Linked DNA regions of Mus musculus: all the other regions are linked to region 1. The links are chromatin contacts, called in public HiCAR-type and HiChIP or PLAC-seq maps. All regions are on one chromosome and are shown on one strand. Each heading gives the region's core, a stretch centred on a gene start, on an enhancer-like site or on the middle of the called end of the contact. The rest is flanking DNA. Distances are from core to core; before and after follow the strand shown. Region 1 has its middle 230 kb from the start of 1700012I11Rik. Region 2 overlaps St3gal1 (ST3 beta-galactoside alpha-2,3-sialyltransferase 1). Region 3 holds the start of St3gal1 (ST3 beta-galactoside alpha-2,3-sialyltransferase 1).

What was found. HiCAR-type assays count read pairs that join an accessible place to other places. HiChIP or PLAC-seq counts read pairs in DNA pulled down with a chosen protein or histone mark.
Region 2: a HiCAR-type map of Th17 cells shows a contact between it and region 1, with 3 times the contacts expected there. The contact joins two enhancer-like sites. A contact is called at or near these places in 1 of 15 datasets of contacts at CTCF or cohesin (the NIH/3T3 cell line), 1 of 115 datasets of contacts at active chromatin or transcription factors (Th17 cells) and 1 of 9 other capture datasets (adipose tissue).
Region 3: a BATF HiChIP or PLAC-seq map of CD8 T cells shows a contact between it and region 1, with 7 read pairs. The contact joins the promoter of St3gal1 here to the enhancer-like site in region 1. A contact is called at or near these places in 1 of 15 datasets of contacts at CTCF or cohesin (the NIH/3T3 cell line), 5 of 484 Hi-C or Micro-C datasets (CD8 T cells, bone marrow-derived macrophages, embryonic stem cells and 1 more), 22 of 115 datasets of contacts at active chromatin or transcription factors (the 230-238 cell line, CD8 T cells, DN3 thymocytes and 16 more) and 2 of 9 other capture datasets (liver and macrophages).

What each region holds. Positions count from the first base shown.
Region 1 is chr15:67,458,883-67,462,960 of GRCm38.p6, forward strand. No RefSeq gene overlaps it. Among named protein-coding and RNA genes, the nearest start is that of 1700012I11Rik, 230 kb to the left of the region's middle. Within about 2 kb of position 1,654, at least 15 of the 459 cell types and tissues checked have an H3K27ac peak or open chromatin away from gene starts, as enhancers often do. A contact at or near this core is called in CD8 T cells and Th17 cells, where this site is marked.
Region 2 is chr15:67,145,454-67,149,531 of GRCm38.p6, forward strand. All of the region lies in intron 2 of St3gal1 (ST3 beta-galactoside alpha-2,3-sialyltransferase 1), which reads right to left. Among named protein-coding and RNA genes, the nearest start is that of Gm31400, 23 kb to the right of the region's middle. Within about 2 kb of position 2,243, at least 134 of the 459 cell types and tissues checked have an H3K27ac peak or open chromatin away from gene starts, as enhancers often do. A contact at or near this core is called in Th17 cells, where this site is marked.
Region 3 is chr15:67,175,215-67,179,292 of GRCm38.p6, forward strand. It overlaps St3gal1 (ST3 beta-galactoside alpha-2,3-sialyltransferase 1), which reads right to left and starts at 1,668. Exons shown (of 9, transcript NM_009177.4): 1 at 1,418-1,668.

The DNA of each region.
Region 1 (4,078 bases), core at 404-2,903:
TGACAGCCATTAAAGGACCCAACCCCCTTTACATCCTTGTTTGTTCAGTATTGGGACTTGTGTAGGAAGAGGCAAAGTATATGCATCAGCTAGCTTACTGTGATCAAAGCAAGTATAAGAGAAGATCAAGTCATAAAGATAAAGGTTCATTAGGGCTCATGGTCTTAGGAATGTCAGTCTGGGTTCAGTGGACTATTACTATGAGCCTGTGAGGATGTCTCACGTCATGGGTGAAGTGTGGGTAGAACAAATCAACAGAATGCAAAGGATGGAGCAAGATTGAGACCCCACAAGTCCTTTGAAGGATATGAACTCCTCCCATAGTGCTCCAGTCCTGAAACATTCACCTAATTCCTAACAGGCACAAGCTGGAGAGCAAGGGTTTAACATGTGTGCCCTTGGTGACCTTCAGACTCAGGTTGCAGCAATGTAAAAGAAGGGTTGAACAAAGCGAGCTTCAGAGCATGATATTAAGACACTTGAGTTCTACTATAAGTAGAGAGAGAGAGAGAGAGAGAGAGAGAGAGAGAGAGAGAGAGAGAGAGAGAGAGAGTCTACATACCCTTTGGTATGAACTGAGTCTAAGTGGTGTCCCAGTATGGTCAGGTTGCTGTGTAAAGTCAGCTGAGGAAGCTCAGGACAACTACCAAATGTCATCAGGCTTCTCTGGCATCTCTCAGAACCTGCACAGACATCTCATTTGCAATGCACCAAAATCAGCCTTTCAGTCTTCTGGCTTTGAGACCACTTTCTTCCAGACCATCTCCATGCCTAACCCTGGAGCATCAGTTTTAAGGTACCCCGGCCTTCTCCCCTTCTTGGCTCCTCATTCACTCTTCTTTCCTTGCCTCTCTGACTGGTACATCTTCTCTTTGCTCTCATTTCTTACATTGGGACTTTCCTTATCTCATCTGACTAAACAGCAAAACCCCTGAGTAACAGATCTGGAAAGTTCTGTCTTTTAATTGAGGAAAACATTGAAACAGAGAGTAAAAGCAAGAAGTATGGGGATTAATAAATCCCTCCATAGTTGTAAAACTCATGTAAGGCCTAGTTTGAAAATGAGTTCTAACAGCTAAGAGCTTTTGCCTTCCCATATACTGTCCATCTAAACTGAGGAATCTTCCTATCAAGTAAGGCTGATTAACCAAATTGTCCCCATGTCCACTTCCAGCTTTGTGCCAGTATCCACTGAGCCCATCATTACAGAAAACTGAAGGCTTGAGATGCAGGTAGCTCTTCTCTGATGCTGGAGATGAGCAGTAAAGTGCATGTCCTCTGTGGACAAAGAAACAACCCCAGACATAAAAGGAATGTTGGGGGGGGGCAAGGTTGAAAAACCTAAGATATGGTTCTAGACTCATCATCAAAAGCCCAGACTCTTGTCTACTTACTCCCTTTCTGTCTAGATAGTTGGTTAATTTTCAAGTCACTCTGATCAGAGACCCATTGACACGTCAAGAAAGCTACTCTAAGGTTCCAGTGACCTAACTCTTTTCTTTACATTTCACATTTCCAACATTGAACATGTAGGAGTAAAAACCAAAAGAACACTGGGGAAATATTTCTAAGAACAGAGCAGTCCTTAGCCACAGATTCTCCAGGGCCTTTCAAGTTAGAGGCCCCACCAAGGAAGGGTGAGGCTGGTTGTGCCGACCTCACTGTGGCTGCTACAGGCAACTGACATCACTGCTGTTGATTTTGGAACTTGTCCCAGGCTCTGAGAAGAAGAGATAGTGGTCTCCACCAAAAAATTTCTGAGTGCTAGAAATAGCCACAGGCAACAGTAGCCTTTGGAGCAGAAGTCTGGAGAAGACCCATTCATCTACAAATATAGTCAGATGTAACAGGAGTTTTAGGGCAGTAGATCCAGCCATGACAGTCTCAACAAGTTGTATTTGAACACCCATACCAATATACTAATCAAAGGAAGAAGAATGATAAAAAGCACAAAAAAAGGAGACACAATTACTGTGCTGGAAAGAGAGGCAAAAAAAAAAAAAAAAAAAAAAACCCCACAGGCTCATCATGGGTAGTGAGATGAGCTTTATATTTAAATAAGGAATGAATTCGAAGAGAGAGCAAGGGATGTATGTAATTACGCAGTCTGAGCCAAGATGCAGTGCATCCTAATGTCCCAGCTATGGTCCCTCTAGGTGAACTGATAAATTGGTAATTTGTAAAGTATACCATTGCCCAAGGGGACTAACCTGGTTCCTACAAGCTGATCTGCTCCAAGGCACAGTCTTCTCATCACAGATAATTGTTCTCATTTTGCGGATGGTCTATCCTGAAGGATTTGCTGTTCCTGGAGTCCAAGGTGACTGGGGTTTGAGAAAATGACTTGTTTTTGTTCCTTCAGCCTTGGATGAGGGTGAGGTAGACAGGGAAGACAGACCCTCCTCAGTGATCCTCAGTAATAAGAATGCCTATGTGATTTCAAACAGGAATTACAAGTCAGAAGCTCCAGGCAGTCACAGTGCTTAGTTAACTTATGAGCCCAAGTGAAGGATCAATTCACGTTAGCAAAAGCAGCTTCTAAACGTCTGTTATAGGATTAAGGGTGAGAAGGCATCTGGACAGAGGGTGCCCGAGGGATCAAGTTCATATAACTTAGAAAAAACTTGCCTTAAGATGTAGGAAGCTGAAGTCAGGCTTGGTTGCACACACTTTTAATCCCAGCACTTGGAATGCATAGGCAGGTGGATCTCGGTGAGATTTAGTCCAGTTTGATCTACATAACAAGTTCCAAAATAATAATAATAATAATAATAATAATAATAATAATAATAATAATAATAATAATAATAAGTCATACAGTGGTACCTGCCTCAAAAAATTATAGTCTTGGGTTATACAGAGGCATCTCTTCTATTATTATTGCAGATAGATCAATGGAGAATGATTTCTCTCATGGAAACAGGCACAATAAAGGCAAAAACTCAGAGACTGACACCATCACCAAAGCTGTTGAGTCTGGGAATGTCCATGGTTGGATTTTCCTTGAGTTCCCACTGGACCTTTCATCTTATTCTCAAGAAATCCTCTGGATGGACACTGAGTTAGAGCCAGCTGGCAGGCCAGATGGGCTCTGTCCCTTCCGAACTGGCATCTCTCTGTCCTCTGTGGAAATCATGGAGTTGAAGAGTTTAGGAAGGGTCAGAGACTCTATAATAAAGAGCAAAAATGCCAACGGTGTGTCCACACTGGTGAAATCTAACCAAAGAACTAGCCAGTAATGTTTCTGGAAGTCAAATAAACTAGCTGGTGCCTGAGATTTCAGAGTTGAAGGCGTGGCTGACACTGGCAGATGTTGGTCCCTGGCTGCACAAGTCCTCAGACACTGAGACTACACAAAGAAGTTGCCACGTGATGGCTCGGTGGGGCAGGGGGTGGGGGGTGGGGGTGGGGCTGAAGGCACATTTTTCCCAGGGTCTCTTCAAATTGGTTAATAAGGAAAAAGGGCATCCCTTTACATAGTAGAATGGCCAGGCCAATTGGACTGAGGAGAGAACTCCCTGACCTGTGCCGACAACCGAGCACAAGGGTACTGGCCTCAGCAAAGACATTTATGTACACAAGCCACACAAGCTGTACAAGCCACACAAACCACAGAAACTGTACATGCCGACCTCTTTCTCTCTGTACAAAGGAGGAGGCATCTTGACTTTGTTCTATGCCCGTCTCTTCTCAACACTGTCTACTGTGTATCACATTGAGTTTATTATGACTTCTGTAAGTTAACAGACTCTTCCTGTTGCAAACTGGGTGGGGGGGGATGGGGGTGGTGTCCATCCAGGAAAGGTAGGTGTGAACTGAGGGAGGTAACCAGAAACATTTCCCATTGTCTCTATGGATACGGAATGGGTCCATTCCACGAATATAAAAGACAGTTCCCTTTGTAAAAGAAGACACATATGGTATTTATGGAAAGAACTACCCAGGAGCATATATGAAGGCCAAGAGATGTACTGTACTGGTGCGTTCTCTTCTATTTCCTTTCTTTATGTGTACTCTTCCACTTCCTGGTTCCATCTACTCACACTGAGGCTGTCCATAAGTGTCTACCTCTATTAGT
Region 2 (4,078 bases), core at 993-3,492, 310 kb before region 1:
ATGTCAGTTTATAGAAAAAGGAAGTGAGGCATAGGAAAAACTTCAGCAGCTGGGTGTGTACATTGCAGCTGGGTGAGGAATTTCCCCGAAGATGCCTTTCCTGCCACATGCAAACCCATCCCTGGGGCACTCTCTCTCTCTCTCTGTGTGTGTGTGTGTGTGTGTGTGTGTGTGTGTGTGTATGACCCTCCCTTCCCTGGCTCATTCTCACATCTAAGTCATGGGTAGCTGATGAAGTGTGGCTTATGCTAGGAAGTTCTTCTGGACTTCAGGACATTTAGAAGAGCCAAAGCTATTTGGATTCCACCAGATGCTGGAATCTTGGAAGCCCCTGAATTCAAAAGGGATGTGGGCATTCCACCTCTCATGGCCCATAGGCATTCTCAATTTCTTGGAGCCCTGAAGTACCACCACCAGGTACAAATGACCCGCAGGCTCGGCAGACATTTGGAGCAAGCACCCACGAGCCACGCTTGTTGCAATAATCCTGTAGATTATCAACAACCCAAGATGACCCGAAGTGGGTCACAGTCCAGTGTAGCTCATTAACTGCTAGCAAACATCCTGTCCCACCCACATGCTAGCCCCTGAGGAATGCAAGATTGGAGAACAGGTTCTCGTTCTATCAGAAACAAACTCCCTTGACTCCATGCCCTGCCTCTTCTTTGTTTGACATCTCCTTGCTCCTGTTCCTCCATGACCTGGATACTGAGCCCCGAAGAAAAAAGATCCACTTGCCTGTTACACGATCTCACAGTGCTGTGGGATCTTCTTGGGTTTTTCTTCCCTGTCCCTCTCCCAGCCTCTTGTGATCATCTTCCAGCTTCTGTTCCCAATCTTCCTGGCTTCCTTCCCCAGCAAGGTCACAATTGCAAACAGGTGGGAGAAATTCTGAAAGCAGTTCCACTGGTCCTGGGAATGCATCCCCGGGACATAGTACAAACGAAGGAAAATGCTCACAACATCACAGGGCTGGTAACAGTAACCAGCGTGATCATATGTATTGATGTGCATGACACACAAGTACGCAGCAATAGAGGGATGGAAACTTCCAAGTTCTACTGTTGTTTGCTAGAATATTACACAACCACCATGCAGTGCAATGATTTTTCAAGGTGATTCCAGGAACACTTTTAGAGTGACTCTCCTTGACTCAAGCATAGGATTGAAGGGGGATGGGGAGAGACAGAGTCTGACCCGTAGAGGCCCTATTGAGTACACTGCCCATCTGCAGAGACTGCTAAGTGCAGGAGGGTGATTCTGTTCTAAAGGACAAAAAGCAAAAGCAAGTTTGCGTCACCAGCCTTAACTTAAAGGTCCTTTTCCTGCTTTTTTTCCCGATCGCCATTACTCTCAGCACAGAGGGTAATTTCAGTGCTTAGAAAAAGTGTTTACACAAAAACCATTGAGCAACATAGTGACGTGTCTTCCCCGAACAGCCTCTTGGACGAGCTGTGGGATGTAACACAAAGGCTTGCCAAATGGATCTCAGGCAGGCTGGCTCTGTTACCCTCCCCTTCCCCTTCCTCCTCCTCACCCAGCCATTGATTTCAGAAAGGGCTGAAAACTATTTGGGTGTGCTTGCTTAGTAAAGTGGAAGCATGTAGGAATGTAAGTAGTAGCTATTTGGGCCAGTATCGAGAAAGAGGAAAAGTTCCCAAAGTCAAAACACCTCAAGGCCACAGATAGAGGATCTTTGGTTTCCATTGGCTTAAAACTAGATCTGAGGTGGTGTCCAGGGTGGCAGGGACCTGAGGAGGCTGAAGAGGAAAGACAGATTCCCAGGAGTCCTGCCTGACCCCCACCCACTCAGCTAGCTGCACTCTGAGTTTTGTGTTTATTGATGGAGCCGGTGGGCCAGCCTGTGATTCTGAGAGCAGTGGGGAACAGCCTGGCATTGGAGTACATTTTCTAGTGCATTGGGAATGCCTAGACTTGCCTGGTCCATCACCTTCCTTGGTGCTGGAAAGGAAAAACTGCACTCAGTGCAGGCAGGGGCTCACAAAGGAAAGAGGAAATACCAGCCCTGCTTCTTTAAATAGCACAGGGCTATTTAGGACTGGCCAGGGTGACAATAACACGCAGTGGGGAGGTTGGGTAGGAGATGTCAAAGGAGACAGCCTGGTTGAAGACTGGGGTAAAAATGGATATGGAAAGGGGTGATTCCCAGAAGACAGGACATGTGCATGCATGAGTTTTGAAGAAGAGATGACAATTGACTCATGATGAGGCAAAGAATGAGCTGTTCCAGCAAGGAAGAACATACGCAAACCACAGGGGCATGAAGTCCCTGAGGCACAGCAGGCTTTCCTTTGGAGTGGCCATAAGAGCTATGACATCATATCTCTATCCTTCCCTACAGCCACCCTTTTGTTGTGAACTCAAGTACACACACACACACACACACACACACACACACACAGACACACACACACACACACACACACACACACACACACACACGCCACACCTATGTTGAAGATTTAGCAGATTGACTAGTGCTCAGTAATTGTGGGTAGCTGAACTGTTGTAGACAGAGAGAAAACATTACAGCCCCAGGCTGGGGGTGTAGCTCAGTTGGTAGGGTGCTTTCTTAGCCTATGCTGGCTTCAATCCCTAGCACTGTAGAAGTGGTGCATGGTGTTGTCCACCTGTAACCTCAGCACTGGGGAAGTAGAGGCAGGAAGAACAGAAGTTCAAGGTTATCCTTAGCTACATAGCAAGTTCAAGGCCAGCTTGCCTATATAAGACCCTGACTCATAAACAATCATTACAGATTATTTTTAAGTCTTCTTAATAACTAATAATCAACTATCCCTGTCTCTGACCTAACATTATTCTAACTTCAAGTGAGACCCTGAGTGTGTATTAACACACGACCAGCTTTCACCAAGTTAAAAGCTAAGCACGTCATCAGAGTGCCTCTGAAATCTACAGCAGGGATAGCCTGCCCCCTTTGCTGGAACCTGCCCACCTGATGTCCCCACTGAAGTTTTGAGTATATGCATTTTTCTATGACATTCTTTTGTTCTGTGACTATAGAGTCCATGTTAGCAGTAAACAGGAAAAATACTTCATTTGGGGCAACCCAAGTCTGTGTTCCTGATCCACGGTCACTTGTATTTGGCTCAGAATAAACTTTCCTTCCCTCTGGAGCAAGAGTTGAGCTTGGATCAATACGTACTGGTGACTCTTCTGTTTCATACAGTCCGTCAGAGTGAGATCCATCTAGAAGGACTCTGAGTAAGTTTCTGTATATCAACTAATTTACGGTATCATTAGCTATTCTGTCCATTTCACAGGTAAGGAAACTGAGGTCAGGATATCTCAGTGAGTAGCAGAACCGTGATTTGCTGTGCCACAGTAACAATCACTGTTCTGAAGATGGACTGCTTTGTGCCTCACAGGAGGGGTGAGACTGGGAGAGCTGAGACTGAGAAGTCTGAGGAGACTTTGAGGATTTTCCTTCCTCTCACAGAACTCAGACTCTATACCAGGGCAATCATAGGCATGAACATTAGAAGGAGGAAGGATACAGATAGAAACTACTCCTGAAACCAAGATTATCTGCAGAACTCGTAAATGCCTGAATACCTCCAACCAGCTGGGTGTGGCCAGACCAAAAGCTGGCCATCCGTGAACAGTGAAGAACTCTGTGTAGGGTTGGCTTCTAAAAGCACCTGCAAAATTTCCATGCCCGTGGTTATGCTCCCTCACCCTGTGACACTGGGACTGGCTGCCGTGGTTGACAGAAAATATCCATTGTCCATTGAAGTGACGTGTTGGATCCAAGGGAGGCTGATGCGCATTACATCCGGTACAACAGTGAAGAAGCAGGTAATAGCAGAGAGCCCACGACAAGCTGGATAGTGAGCAGTCACACGTGCAGGAACACTCCTGGTCCTGACCTTTAAAAGCCACTGTTGTCTCAGGATTGGAACAATGGAACAGGTGCTCATGAATGTGGATAAATGAGCCTGCTGTAACAAGCACAGCTGAAGGTATACAAGCCCGAGAGAGAACTCTACATCACCAGCCCCCAGTATTCACTGTTTTCTATCCACAAGCGAGACTTTCC
Region 3 (4,078 bases), core at 418-2,917, 280 kb before region 1:
AGCTTGTTCCTGTCCTGGGGGGTGGGGGGTGGGGGAGGGTCACTAGTGTCTCCGGGAGTCAATCAGCTTCCGAGATGGCTTGACCATCCCAACTCCCACCCACTCGCACGCTTTTGGGCGCGCACATGTCTCTCATGGAGCGCGCCACCAATTCCTGCTGGAGGAAGAAGCTGGCTAGGACCCTTGTGCAAAAGGCTGGAGAAACTCCAGGTTCCAGCAGATGGATGGAGGTTCGGGCACCTTTTCTGAGACTCCACGGTGAAGCAAGGCGAAGGGCCCCACGCTTTACCTGTACTACGAGGCAGGCACCGGGAGACTTAATCCCCTTCTCGAGTTCAGCCGCGCTGCCTCCCGCAAGGTCACACTCAAACACCCACGCGTAGAAAAACGAGGGCTGAAAGTTGCTTGCGCAAAGGTCCGAATCCCGAGCTAATAGTACTCCAACCAAGTCGCTTTGTCCGGTGTCACCATTGCCCACCCCGTGCACATATCAAAGCAGCAGACCATGCCCTGCGCAGGTCACACTACAGAGATGCAGACTTTGCTAACTTTTGTCCCATTATTTCTTGGCAGCTGCGGCGCCTAACGGGTTTGGAGCAGATTCCAAGTTTAGACTTTCCACCGCCACGCTCACTTTGACCACCCTCATCTACCCACTTTCTGACACACCGCTTTTTGCTGTGCTGTCCTAAGCTCCAACTTCTCCCCGAGATCCGAAACGGGGCGGTATTAGAGGTGTCCCGGGGACCAACAGCCTCCTCCCGGGTCCGCGCCTGCCCACAGCTGATCGGGAGACTCCATCCGGACACTGTCCAGACCTCTGGTCTGGAAAACCAACGCTTTCCAAGCGTCCCCAGTGTCCCAGCCCGAGACCTCCGCTTCTCTAGAGAGTGGGGACAATCTGCGCCTGATGGAGTCTCCTACCCGCGGCCCGGGCGGGGATCCACTGCGGTGCTGGGCGCAATGTCACCACGGCCGCTCCGGGAGCCACTGCTACAACTGCCATAGGCTCTTCACTGAGCTCCGGCAGGCTCCTCCAGTAAGTGCCAAAGAGCCTGGAGCCCCAGAGCTGGAGTCTCCTCCCTGACCCGCAGGTAGAAGACCACCGTGGCGGAGACAGAGATCTCTCTCCTTGTGTCTCCCTCTTGGCGCCTAGGGTCTTTGGTCCCATTTCTACTGTTACACCTTTCTAGTCCCTTTCCCACCCCTTCTGTGCCCGGGTCGGGACGATCACCTCAGTACTCAGAGAACACAAGCAACATTTCTCCAGCCCCAACTCGCGAGGGGGCGCCGTCCCTGGGGCACCGGGACAGGGACCAGCTGGGTGCGTACTTACCAAAGCCAGAGACACTCCGGACTTTGGGGGCACTGAAGAGGTTCAGAGAGGTATCTAAGGAGATGTGTTCAGGATACTTACCCAGCCAGCTCAAACCTCACGCTCCTTCTCTGCCTCCTCCTCTCTCCTCCCTCCGGTTTAGGGCTCTTTGTCTTTGCAAAGTGTCGAAAGTGTCTGGCATAGTGGGCTCCGCCGGCAGAGGTTAGCGCCGGAGAAAAGGGAGGCGGGGTGAGGATGGGAGCCGCCTCTGGAACACCTTCCCCCGGGTGTAACGGGAGTGAGAGGCGGGGCGTCCGGGGAGGAGTCGCTTTCGCCCGCCCGGTCCCAGCCGTGACTCCGGCGCGCCCAGCACGGCTCTTCGGCTCTAGGTTCCTCCCCTTCCTCCGCCCAGCGCCCGCCCCTTGGCGCTCGGGCGCCCCCCTCCGCCCCTCCTGCCGGCCTCAGCTCGGCTTTCCTCTAGCTTGGGGCTTCCTGCAAGCTCAATATAGCTCAGCCAAGCCACGTGGACAGCAGCGGGCTGGGTGGAGGCCGGACCCGTCTGAGAGACGCCGGAGGAGGCAGCGCGGGAACAATATCACTGCCTCAAGAGAGGGATCTGCGGGAACAGCTGGCGAGGCTAGGGAAGAACTCCCGAGAGGCTCGAAGCCCGTGGGGTCAACCCGAGGGACGAGGCGTTGGGCGTGCACCGAGAGGATGTGGCTGGCGGTGCCCAGAAGAGCCCCATTCAGGGTCGCAGTGGAGAGAGAGGGCGATCAGGCAAAGCCACCGCTTTTTCTGAGGGCGTGGGACTCGAGGTGGGATTTAGGTAGGCTTGGGGAGGGGCACCGCGGGGTTAGGGATTGCGGTGTCTGTGCAGCCAGGACTGGGAGCCGCAGAGCAGGTCACTATAAGCATCCACATCCCCGCCCTTCCCGTCTACTCCGCCGAGGGCCTTTCCTTTGCGGATGGATAGACAGCTTCGCAGACCAGCGCTAAGCAAAGGCTGATAGTGGGAATCAGAGTTAGAAAGGTCCCCAAGGCAGCCTGGGGATGGGGATTTGGTTTAGGTTAGGGTAGAAGTTTTTCTGTTTTAATAGGGAAGTGAGGGTACGGAATTTAACGTGTGTGGGTCGTAGATCATAAATGGTGGATTTAAAAGGCATTTCTAAGATCTGGTTTGTCAGTGGGTATCCTCTCACTGGAACTATCTCATCTACAACTTTTCCGTGGAATGTTAAGAGGAAAGACGGTGTGCGCAGGAGTCTCTCCGTTTTCAGTTCTGGAGACTTCTGGGGACAAGCCTTTGCAGTGGGGGAGGCCAGAGCTGCCTGGCTGTTTACTCACTAGAATGAGGCTGTAATGTTGGGGCGAATTTGCGGCACTTCTCCATTACGGTGTGATCTTGGGCTCTTTGGGCCATATCCACTGTTTCCTAGGTTTGTGTTTCCACGTACTCCCTTGCAAAGGGCCCTGGTCCCAGCGTTCGTTTGCTTGGGTTGTTGTACTGAGCAAGTGGATACAGGGCTCTTGAAACTGCCCTTGGCATCTAAGAGCTCACTCAATCCAAGCCAGCTTGTGGAAGGAGGAAGGAGTGGGTTTCAACTCTGCTTCTGGACTGCCTAGATAGGGTTGGTACACTGTGTAAGTTCCGAGGAAGTAGAAGAGAAATTGTTAAAAGGGAAGAAGTGGAGGACAAAGAAACAACAAACTACCAGAAAAGGAAGGAAAAGAACAGAAACCTCTAAGTTATAATTTGTGTGTGCGGGGTAAGGGAGAAGTATTGCCAAGACTCTTCCAGTTAAACCTCACTGGGGTCTGATCTGCCACTGGGCTGTCCCTCACCAGGATATGAGAGGAGGGGGTCTCCAAGGTGTTCTATGACCTGTGCTGAGTAGTTTTCTCTGCTGTTCTAGGTTGGTTTGGGTTTCCATGCTAGAAACGAGGTGAGGTCCTTGTCACTGGGCGCATCTCTATGAGCTGTGTTCTCTCTGAGAAGCTGTTCAAACTGCAGCGCCTGGCATTCTTTTGTGTGTATGTGAGAGGAAGGCAGAGATCCCATCCCCATCGGCTACTGTCCTCCCTAGCACAACATCTTGCAGCCCTATCTAGTGTGAGCCACTTAGATCCTTGGTCCCCACAGATACAGTTTGGAGCAGGAACATACTCACACTGTGGTGACTTTCAGTAGAATACAAGTTAAATGGTCACCTAACTGGACCTCAGGGTTAAAGAAAAGAGCCCTGTGGTTTGCAAGCCTGTATCTGCTGCCCATGTGCCTCTTGATTTGATGAGGCTTACTGTAGCTGAGGAACACTGTGCCTTGCTTCCCGCTGACTGGAGTCCTCTCCCTGTAGTCCAGAAGCTAGTAAGGGAGTGCTGGATGAATTAATTGTAGTGTTCTGGCAAGGAGGCAGAGTGCATAGGGAATCACTTAGGGAGATGGAAAAATACTATATGAATGGAAGGCTGCTATTATAATCTAATGGATTCTGTAGAGGGAAGGTTAGATTAGGCAAATGAATAGCCCCAGGTCATCCAGCTGGTTACACTTATATTGCTGAGAGCCCACACCAGCTCTGTGTCCACCCCAGAGTCTTAGTGGGGTCTCTGGATGACTCTGAAAAGGACTCTGGTGAGCTCTGATGAGTGTATATAAACCGTCACCTTCCCTACATAAAATGAACCTACTTCTAGTAAGAAAATGTAGGTGGAACTTTTAAAAATCCACCTACTCCCTGCCTGTTAACAAAACACATTCCTTTC